Linked DNA regions of Rattus norvegicus: region 1 is linked to region 2. The links are chromatin contacts, called in public Hi-C maps. All regions are on one chromosome and are shown on one strand. The core of a region is the stretch at or near the end of the contact, and the rest is flanking DNA. Distances in the headings are between cores, read along the strand shown. Region 1 has its middle 38 kb from the start of Ddx1. Region 2 has its middle 78 kb from the start of Cyria.

Region 1 (4,696 bases), core at 1,774-4,273, 1.0 Mb after region 2:
AGAAAATTCACAAGAACAAAGCTCTTGCCCTAAAAAGATCTTTTCAACTTAGGGTCAATTCCACATCTGAAGCTTCCACAGGAGTCACCTTTAAATTGAGAAAAGGGGGGCGGGAGCAGCTGCTGCGTTTGTGCCCGGGAGAACCACACACGAACGTGCATTGGTGTCTGCCTGCCCCCCACACATATCCTTCCTGGGAAATTCACAAATGCAGAGGCCTGAGGAGGTGGGGGAGTGTCCAGAGGACATGGCTGTCCAAATCCCTGGATTCCTTGTCCTACCATGGGGAGTTCAGAGTAACTTCCTGAAGCCTTAGCTTGCACTAGGCTCCCCTCACAGCCCCTACTCAGCCAAGGAGATATTTGTGAAGACCATGCCATCTTCCGTGGACCTGGAACAGGTTGCGCTTCAGTCCAGTTTGAGCATGTGGCAACATCTACCCCACTGAATATTATCTGGGCTTCCTTCTCCTCCAGCCTCCCAGGACCCAGCAGTTCATTAAGATCAATCAATATTGCTCACATTTTAACTCATAGGAAATCGCAGAAGTCTAGGTTCTACATGGAGCTGGGACCTTGAACTCTGTTCCTAATCTATCACTCTGGGGGGAAAAGGTTGGATCTGGGGGCTCCCGTGGATCAGATCCACCTGAGGAGGGGCCATTGGTGGCTATAAGCAGTACTCATCTCCCTGGGAGTCCAGAATGGGGACAGGGCAGATGAATTCCCACCTGGTACCCAGGGCCAGGTCAAGGTGATCAAGTTTCTCTCCAGCCAGAAACATCATCCCTTTGGCTCCAGGGTAATAAAGTCGGTGTCAGGGCTTGAGCTGTAACCCGGTTCATTTCTGGGCCAAATCTCTGAAGCCGAAGGGTTTATTTTTAAGGACTAGCAGTTTGCTGTTTCCAGCTTCCCTCATCAGAAATTGTGCGATTCAGCTTGATCTGCATTGGAAGCATAATTTATCATTGTACACAGATGGTGGCTAAGGACGGGGAGGAGTGTGCTTTTCATTTTAGTTCAGCAAACATTTCCGGAGTCTTTCTTGTGTGCCAGGCGCAGAGTAAAAGCACTAGGGATGTGCAAATGAGTGACAGGAGTCCCTGGGCCTTGACACTTACAGGCTAAGCAGTGAGATAGAGCTGCAGTCTGAACCCTGACACTGACTGCCTTCCTTCAGAATCTTCATTCTGACTTTCCCTATTGGAGTCACCTTGGGAAAAAGACCTCATCTCTTTCTAAACAAAGCTCTGCCGGCTTTGTTAATCTTTCTGAAACAAGACTCTCTGGTTCCATTGATTTTCTTCTGTTGTTTCCATTTTTTATTAACATCTGCTCTAATCTTTACTGTTCCCTCCCGTCTGCATGCTTTGGGACTTGCTTCTCTCTTTCTTCCCCCTAGTACCTTAAGATGGGGATTTAACATGAGATTCTTTTTATATCATTTTTTAAAAAGTTATGCATGTATGTGTACCATGTGCATGACTAGTGTCCTCTGAAGCCCAAAGCGGGCATCAGATCCCCTAGGGTGGAGTCATGAGTGGCTTCTGGGAACCAAGCTCACACCCTCTGTAAGAACAGCAGGTGCATCTCCTACCTCCCCTCTTTCCCCCCTTTAATGCAATGATTCCCGGCTATAAATTTCCCTCTAAGCACCACTTCAGCTTTCACCTTTCTCAGAGCAGTTTCTAACTCCTCTCAGGAGGTCTTCTTTGACGCGTTGGCTCCATTTCTTCCCTGTGCTTGCTACTATGTCCATGCTTTCTGTTCTTGACTTCCAAGTTCATTTCAGTGTGTTTGGTGCCTGTGTGGCTCTAGTTCTTGTAAGCACACTGAGGCTTGTTTATGGACTACCGCATCCTGGGGGATGCTCTCTGCGCACTAGAGGGATGTGTATTCTGCTGTTGGGGCCTCTAAAGATTGAGTCTTCTCAGCTTATATTCCTTTACAATTAAGTCTTTCTGATTCCTGTTGAAAACCAGGTATTGGAGTATCTAAATAGTATTCTTGAGTGGTTACCTTTGTTACTTTAAACCACGGTTTCCTTAAAGGACAATAACTATTCCTGCTTCACAAAGGGGTAAAGAATTAAAAAATACTCTGGGTGGTAGTGCATGCCTTTAATTCTAGCACTGGGTAGGTAGTGGCGAACAGATCTGTGAGTTCAAGGCCAGTCTGGTCTACAGAACAAGTTCCAGGATAGCGATAGATAGATAGATAGATAGATAGATAGATAGATAGATAGATAGGTAGATAGATAGATAGACAGACAGATGAATGGGTTGGTGGATGGACAGACAGATAGGCAGGCAGGCAGAAAACCAAGACACAGCCTGCACAGTGAGCACTGCTGCAGTGCCTCTGGATGACTGGCAGTGCACAGTGGTGGGAAGAAAGATTTCCTCCCAGTAGCTGGTTCTGCAGGGTAGCTGGCTGGTTTTGAGTTCCATCAACACGGCTTTAGTCTGAGGGAAATAGTCGAGGCTCAGCCCTGTATTCGCTACAGACTAATTTCCAAGATATGCCTATCTCCCGTCTTAAAAAAACAAAACAAAACAAAACAAAACAAGCTAACAGATTCTAACTTCTCATCCTAACTGTGCTAGCTGGTTCTCATGGGAGGGTCTTGTCACTTACCTACTCCCCTCTCCTCCCTTTCTTTTCCCAGTTTAACAAATGCCTGCTAGTCAGACTGTGTCATGGGTCCAGAGGATCCTGAAAGCAGGCCTGCTTTAAACACCCTTCTCTCTGCAGCAAGAGGCACTATGTCTAAGCAGGTAAATAAAATGCAGGAAATGTACACTCTAGGAACAGAAGGAACAAAAGGTTTGGAGCACACATAAAGGCAGAGGTGACTTGCCTAGTAGGGAGGGGATTGAGGAGAAGCAGAAAGCGTAGTTCCCAACAAAGCATTAACAAAAGCTGACAAGAAGTGCGGTCCTCGATAGATAGCAGCTTGGGTTTCATAACCCTCCCTGCCCCTGCCAGCCCTCTTAGGTGGGAGGGGCCCAGGGGAGGAAAACAAGAGGATGTAACACTAAGTGAGTCATCCAGCCTCAAATAACCGAGAGCTGCTAAAGCAGAAAGTTCTCAACTTGGAAGTGTGCCAGCTTCAGCGCTGCAAAAATAGCCATGATGAATTCACATATTTCTTGCGAGTGTGTCGGTCCATCGTACCAGTGAAATCTCAGCCATAGCAAATTGGAATTTGGGGCCCATATGCTCAAAATCATGCTCAGATTTTGGTCAAAGGTTTTCTTGAGAAAGCTAAAAAAGCTGTATTTTTCTACTGAAAGTGGTCTATTCTCTCATTCTGTTGGGGTTATTAAGACTGTGGGATATTGTTTCCTGCTTGGAGTGAAAGGCCTCTTGGTGTTTTTCTGTTGGAGGTCTCCGTGTCTATCACCTCAGCAGAAGAGTCCCGTCAGTTGGAAAATGCCCCATAACGTGAGGATGTCTGCACACTGTAGAGAGGTAGTGTAGCTCAGAGGCCTTTCGCTCGAGCATGGGTCTCAGCTTCCCTGATGCTGCAACTTTTTAATACAGTTCCTGATGCTGTGGTGACCCCCCAACTATAAAATCATTTCGTTGCTACTTCAGAACTGTAGTGTTGCTTCTGTTACGAACTGTAATATAAATGTCTGATATGCGATCCCTTTAGTGACCCACAGGTTGAGAACCACTGCACTAGGAGCACCTTGATCCTCCTGGAATAGGTGTGTGCCAGTTTTAGGGAGTTTTGAGTTAACTTATAATGTGTAGGGGAGACAAAGAGATGAGCAGAGGTTTTCCTGGAGGGGCCCAGCAGGAAAACCTACCTTCCAGGGCTTGAGAAACTCAACATCCACGACTCTTGGGCCTCAGGCTCCTTACCTGACAAAAGGATAGCCTGGCTCTTACACGAGTCAGAATACAAAACATCTGGCTTCTAGGTGGCACTCCAGGGCTGACTTTGCACTCAAGGGGGTGGATAGGATGACTCAGGGCTCCGACACTGGGTAAGATCTTGACAGTCAAGAAGGTGGGAAGCTCTCCCAGCAGGCAGCCGAACAAGAATAAAGGCAGTCACAGTGCCATTACTAATAGCTACCCTCTCGGTGCTTAGGCTTCCTCGCCTTTAGGAGGGAAAGGTGTAGGTAACCTAGCTTCTGGGTTTTAGGACTGAACCAGAATGGGCACGTAGAATGCTGCTAAGTTCACAGTATAGACCAATAAGTGTTACCAGTTGCTTTTACATGGGGTGGGGGTGAGAAGACCAGGTGGCTGGTATGAACTGAGAGGATTTAAGGAGGAAGGTTTGGAAATAAATTGTAGAGGACTTTGAGTGCCCATCTTAGGTTGGATTTAATTAGTAGAGGCCTATCTCATTTTCTTGGGTGGGTTTGACACAGATTGATAAGCATACAACAGTAAGTGTAAGTTTAACCATGCATTCAATCGTAGAAACCAAATGGATTCCTGTCACAGATTTAAATGGCCCCAGCAGAGGATGCTCTTGAGTTGGTGACTCGGTTCTGCTTCCAGCACCTAAGCAGGTATTCACTGATAGCAGAAGCTATAACAGCTAGTGAGACGGCTCAGCACTTCAGAGCAGTTGTTGCTCTTGCAAAGGACCTGGGTTTGGTTCCAGCACTCATATGTTGGCTCATTTGTAAATCCAGTTCCAGGGGATACAACGTCATCCTGAGAGCTCCACA
Region 2 (4,831 bases), core at 307-2,806:
GGCAGACTGTCCTAGATTTGGGTCCCTTGTCCCTGTCTCTCTAAACGCAGAGCTTATTTTTCCAGTGTAGCTAAGAGACATAGCCACAGTTGATGTGTACCTGGTAGCCCCAATGACAGACACACAGAGATGTTAGCACCAGGACTCAGAGAAGTGACTCCCACTTGGTAGGGTGATGAAGGACTTTCTGGAGGCAATGAGCGGGTGTGAAAGTGAAGACTGGCAAGTGTCATAGTCTGGGATTCATGTGAGGTGTAAATCAGATCGTATCTCTGGCCTGCCATGAATTCACCTGACTTCCTTGCTTTTGCCCTGATGTGCTTTGCCTGGCCACTAGTCTGTCACCTCTCGAGCCTTCTCCATGATGGAAACTGCCAATCTCACCCCAGACCTAGAGCATCTGCACACCTCTCCTCTACCTGCCCTGAGCGCTCACCCTCGTAGCTAGTAGGAATTGCTTCTTTAGTGAAATCCTTCCTGACCACACTAATGGGCCTAATTCAAACTTGTCCTCTACCAAATTGCCCTACTAATTATCTTCGAAACATCCATTAGTGCCTCAAGTTGTCAGTGACCTATGCCTCTTGGTCTCTCTGCCTGTCTATTACTTTTCATTAAACTGTCAAGACCCCGGAGGTTGTTTCTGTGCTCTGCGTCCACAGTTCAAATCCTACCCTCTAAATTCCGGACTAGCTGATGGGAACTTTGGATGGAGACTCTGATTATTTGTAGAAAACTACGTGTAGCAAGGCAGACTGAGATGGAGCCCACCTGACGGAAATTTAGAGGGAGGATGCCAGTCTCCTCTAGCGTTAGTAAAATCAAACACAGGACTTAAATGGCAAGTGGCCTAATGTGCTAGAAGATGCTAGAAGGGAGGAATTTCAGATCCTGTGTGCCTTTTCTGCCCCTTCATCTGGTCACACAGACTAAGAAATTCCCTTTTCCCTCCCTGGATTCGGCTTCGTCTAAGAAATAAGTGGTTGAGGCTGTACTAGTTTCTAAACTACTCTTTAGCTCTCAGCTTCTAGAAGGTAAACTTTCAGCACCCCCATCACGCGCACGCGCGCACACAAACACACCCACACACACACACACGCGCGCGCACACACACATATATAACCCTGTTGCCCTTCAGCCACTTTTTCAGGGACAGTGGGACATCTGCTGAACACCACCCTGGAGCCTCATACCCAGCAACTGCAAAGCCAATGGACTTACTTCACGTTCCCCGAGAATTGTAACTACTCCATTTGACCACCAGAGGGCATCACTTACCAAGACACCGCAGTCCACCAGAAGGTCGTTTGAATGCCCTTGAAGCTTGATGATCTGCAAAACTGTAACTCAGACAGATATTTTGCAAAGGCGGTGGGGTGCTAGCTCCCCGAGGGATGAGAAGGAATTCACACATAATCAAATAGCAGAGAAAGGTAAAATGTGGGGAGGAAGCTAAGGAAAACAGGCTCTTCCCAGAGTGTTTGCATAGTCAGGCTGCATGGGCTAGGTGGGGGGTGGGGCTGAACTCTACCTCAGTACTCACTCTGACCTACCAGTTCCCCACACCCCCACCTCTGCCTCCTTGACCCGGCACTACCCAGCACAACCTCCTCCCACAGCTGTGAACTCCAGGCCAGGAGGATGTTGCAATCTTTGTTTTGAGGGGGAACACACACTCACAAGACAGTTGTTTCTCTGGCCCAAGGGGTTTGGCCTGCGAGCCCTGCAGCTGTTTCTACATGAGCTGAAGGCAGACAGGGTTAGAGACAAAATCAAGAGGTTATCTCATCAGAGCCTGGCTCTACCGCTCATAAATTCATCAAATTCCAATGCACTCTGCATCTATGCCAGGCCTCCAGGAGACAGAGTGGTCCCATTTCCCGTTACCACCGGATTAACAGGCAAACAGAGGTGGCCAATAGGTAAAGGTCAGATGATAGAGACAGGACAAGTGGTCCTCCAAGAGGAGGGCAGTATCCTCTCAATCCAGTGGAGGGTCTGATTGGTCAGGCTGATGTAGCTGAATGAGTGAAAGGGGAAAGAAATAAAGGAATATGACCGCCCCTAGGAATAGTGGAGGAGAAAGGTTATGGTAGATAAAAGGGAGAACATTACCAGAAGTGGACACATCTGGGAGAGTCCAAAGGATTGGAGAGGGTAGTAACCAAAATGGCTGGGTTATATAGAGAAGAGCCTCTGGGGGGTTAATGCAGCCCAGTGCCTGGAGAGTTCAGACTATAGGGTAGTCCCCGAAGGCCATGAGAGATGCCGGGGAGAAGAATCTGGCTGATGGGTCTGCTGTGATATGTTAAATAAGCACTATCAGCCATTTGTCTTGTAGCAGTGTAAGAGATTTAACACTGATCCGGATGACAAGGGAACTGAGAACAGAAGGGTGGGAACAGGACAGGGGTGCTGAGAACAAAGGCATCTGGCCATTAGAAAAGCCTGGGGCTTTGGAGGGAGAGAATTTTGATATAGCTGGGACTTTGATCGTAACCGAAGGGACATCTAGTGCAGAGACAGGGTGCTAAAGAATGGGCAGCAGGTAATCCCTGTGTGGTACTGGAAAGTGGTCCCACATTATCTGCATGATTCATAGTTATCATGGTGCTTTAAGTAGGAGAAGGGCATAGCCAATCTTGTGGCAAGGTGGTTGCTGTGGTACAATACTGAGATAGGTGGTTCGAAGCTGCTTCAGTGAAGACCTAAGCCAAACTTATAGGTGGCTGTTCTACAGCTTCATGAAGATGTCTGACTCAGAGGTGAGGCTATACAACCACAGGAAGCCTGAATAGTATTGCTTGCCAGCAATGTCAGCCAAAGAAAAACAAATCCCCTTTCTTGGTCAAAAGTATCCTTTTGATGATGCCATGGAAGAGTGACCCTCAAGATGTAATTTATGTGTAAATTAGCCTGTGCTCTCTCAAGCTGACAGACGAGGATATTTGAAGATCTTGTCATCTCCCCTCTTTGTTCACTGATATTTTCTGATGAAATTGTTTGAAAATCCCAAGTTTAATATGCCCTGGAACTGTTGGAACCGCAGCTGTATGCAGTGTCATTTCCCACTTAGGAAGTCACTGGCCTCAGTGAAGCATCATAAATGCACAGAGGGGCCAAAGCCCGAATCAAAGGGCAGAAAATAAAATAGGGGACGATGAAGCAGAGAGGGTCATACTTTCTTTCACAGTTGTTTTTACTTAGTGTTTATATCACATCTCCTCAGAGTGGAGATGGCCCTCCTCTGTGCTCCTCATCAGAGATAACTCAGAAGCAGGGAGGGAAGCCAAGTGCTGACCACGTGAGAAGGGCTTCTTCCAAGTCCCAGCGCCTACATCTGTTGGATGCATCTGTTCTCCAAGTACTTTGCAAAAACCAGGGCACGAGCCCCAGCTGCTCCTCAGCGCTGAGTCCTAGGGGGAGGGAACACGGAACTTATCCTGAAGAACAGGGCTGTGCTAGACACCTCTCTGTTCAGATCCAATACAGGTAACTACATCGGCAACTTGCTGAAGGACAAAGAGGGGCTAGCTCTGTTCTTTGCAAGATGTCAAGGGTGTTTGTGGCATACTCAGCAAACTGAACGACAAGAAAAGGAGACTCTAATCCTTGACAACCCAGATATAGGATGTAATTTGGAAACGGGTATATATGTCATAGAATGGGGGCAAGACTGATGACTTAGTCCTGACTTCACAGTCAAACAGCTGTAGAAGCGTCCACCCATTCCTTGGATTGTCCTAGGTCCAGGTGTTTTATACCCACCTCATCCCTCTAAGACAAATGAGACGGTTTAAAAGATCAACCTCTGTGTTCCCATGTACCAGTCTGATTCCACCAAGACTATGTCACTTGCTGACTCAGTCTGGATCTTCAGTTGAGGATAGAAGATGCATCCCAGATAACTACTGGTCACCTCACACCCATACGTCAGAAGGTGATGTTATGGGCTGATGAATACCATCCTGCAGAGAGATAAAGGACAGTGGGAAGGAAACATTAGGACTGCTCAGGGAGACAGATACCAGAGAAGTGGTGTGGTGGGGTGAGTGCGGAAGGCTGAGGAGGAGCCTGAGAGAAACCAAGTAAGGCAGAGCAGGTGCAGTACAGGCTGAGAAAAGCATAGTGCAGGCTCCTGCCCACTTATGGAAACAATGCACTTGGTACTAGTGGGAGGGGTGTGAGAGCTCTTTGTTCTTAGAGACTACTCCAGCTTAATGTAGGTCACGCATTGGGGTGAACGGGGTGGGGGTGGGGGCGGGAATGGATGCTGGTTCCTACGGTAATGCAAAGGGGACACTGACGCACGCGTTCAGTACATCAGCCGCTTAGACCTTTTAACAACTTTCGTTGCCACAATTATTATCTCCAGTTTAAAAACAGAAACCAGGCAACTGCAGTGCGGAAACAGAAACCAGCCCCTTCAGTATGAAATAAATCGCTCAGCTCAACACTGGTCACCAGGACTGCTAACTGCAGGAGTTCATGCCATGATGGAGAACTACTATGTGCTAAAGAAGGAATCAAGACAAGAGGAGCTGGGGAGATGAAATGAGAGAAGTGCATACAGTCTACAGAAAATGCAGTGCTGATGAAAGGAGGTCAGAAAGGCACAATCTCCCGCCCCTGACTGTGGATGGGACAAGACATACACTGTATTCACTTCCTACAGCTTTCAAAGAAAAGTTACATTGCTAAAGAAAACGGTGAATTAAAGCACTATAAACTCGGATTCTCCCAGGCCTAGAGCCGACAATGAGCAGCTGCTAACCATTGGTGTTTCCTGCCTGACAGCTGCAACACCCTGATCTCTGCCTCCGTTTTCCAT

What was found. A called contact is a pair of places that touch in the nucleus more often than the background predicts.
Region 1: a contact with region 2 is called in a Hi-C map of the A7r5 cell line, with 14 times the contacts expected there. The contact joins two enhancer-like sites. A contact is called at or near these places in 4 of 12 Hi-C or Micro-C datasets (the A7r5 cell line, Schwann cells, frontal cortex and 1 more).

Annotation. Positions count from the first base shown.
Region 1 is chr6:41,715,493-41,720,188 of GRCr8, forward strand. No RefSeq gene overlaps it. Among named protein-coding and RNA genes, the nearest start is that of Ddx1, 38 kb to the right of the region's middle. Within about 2 kb of position 3,024, at least 21 of the 93 cell types and tissues checked have an H3K27ac peak or open chromatin away from gene starts, as enhancers often do.
Region 2 is chr6:40,693,510-40,698,340 of GRCr8, forward strand. No RefSeq gene overlaps it. Among named protein-coding and RNA genes, the nearest start is that of Cyria, 78 kb to the right of the region's middle. Within about 2 kb of position 1,557, at least 17 of the 93 cell types and tissues checked have an H3K27ac peak or open chromatin away from gene starts, as enhancers often do.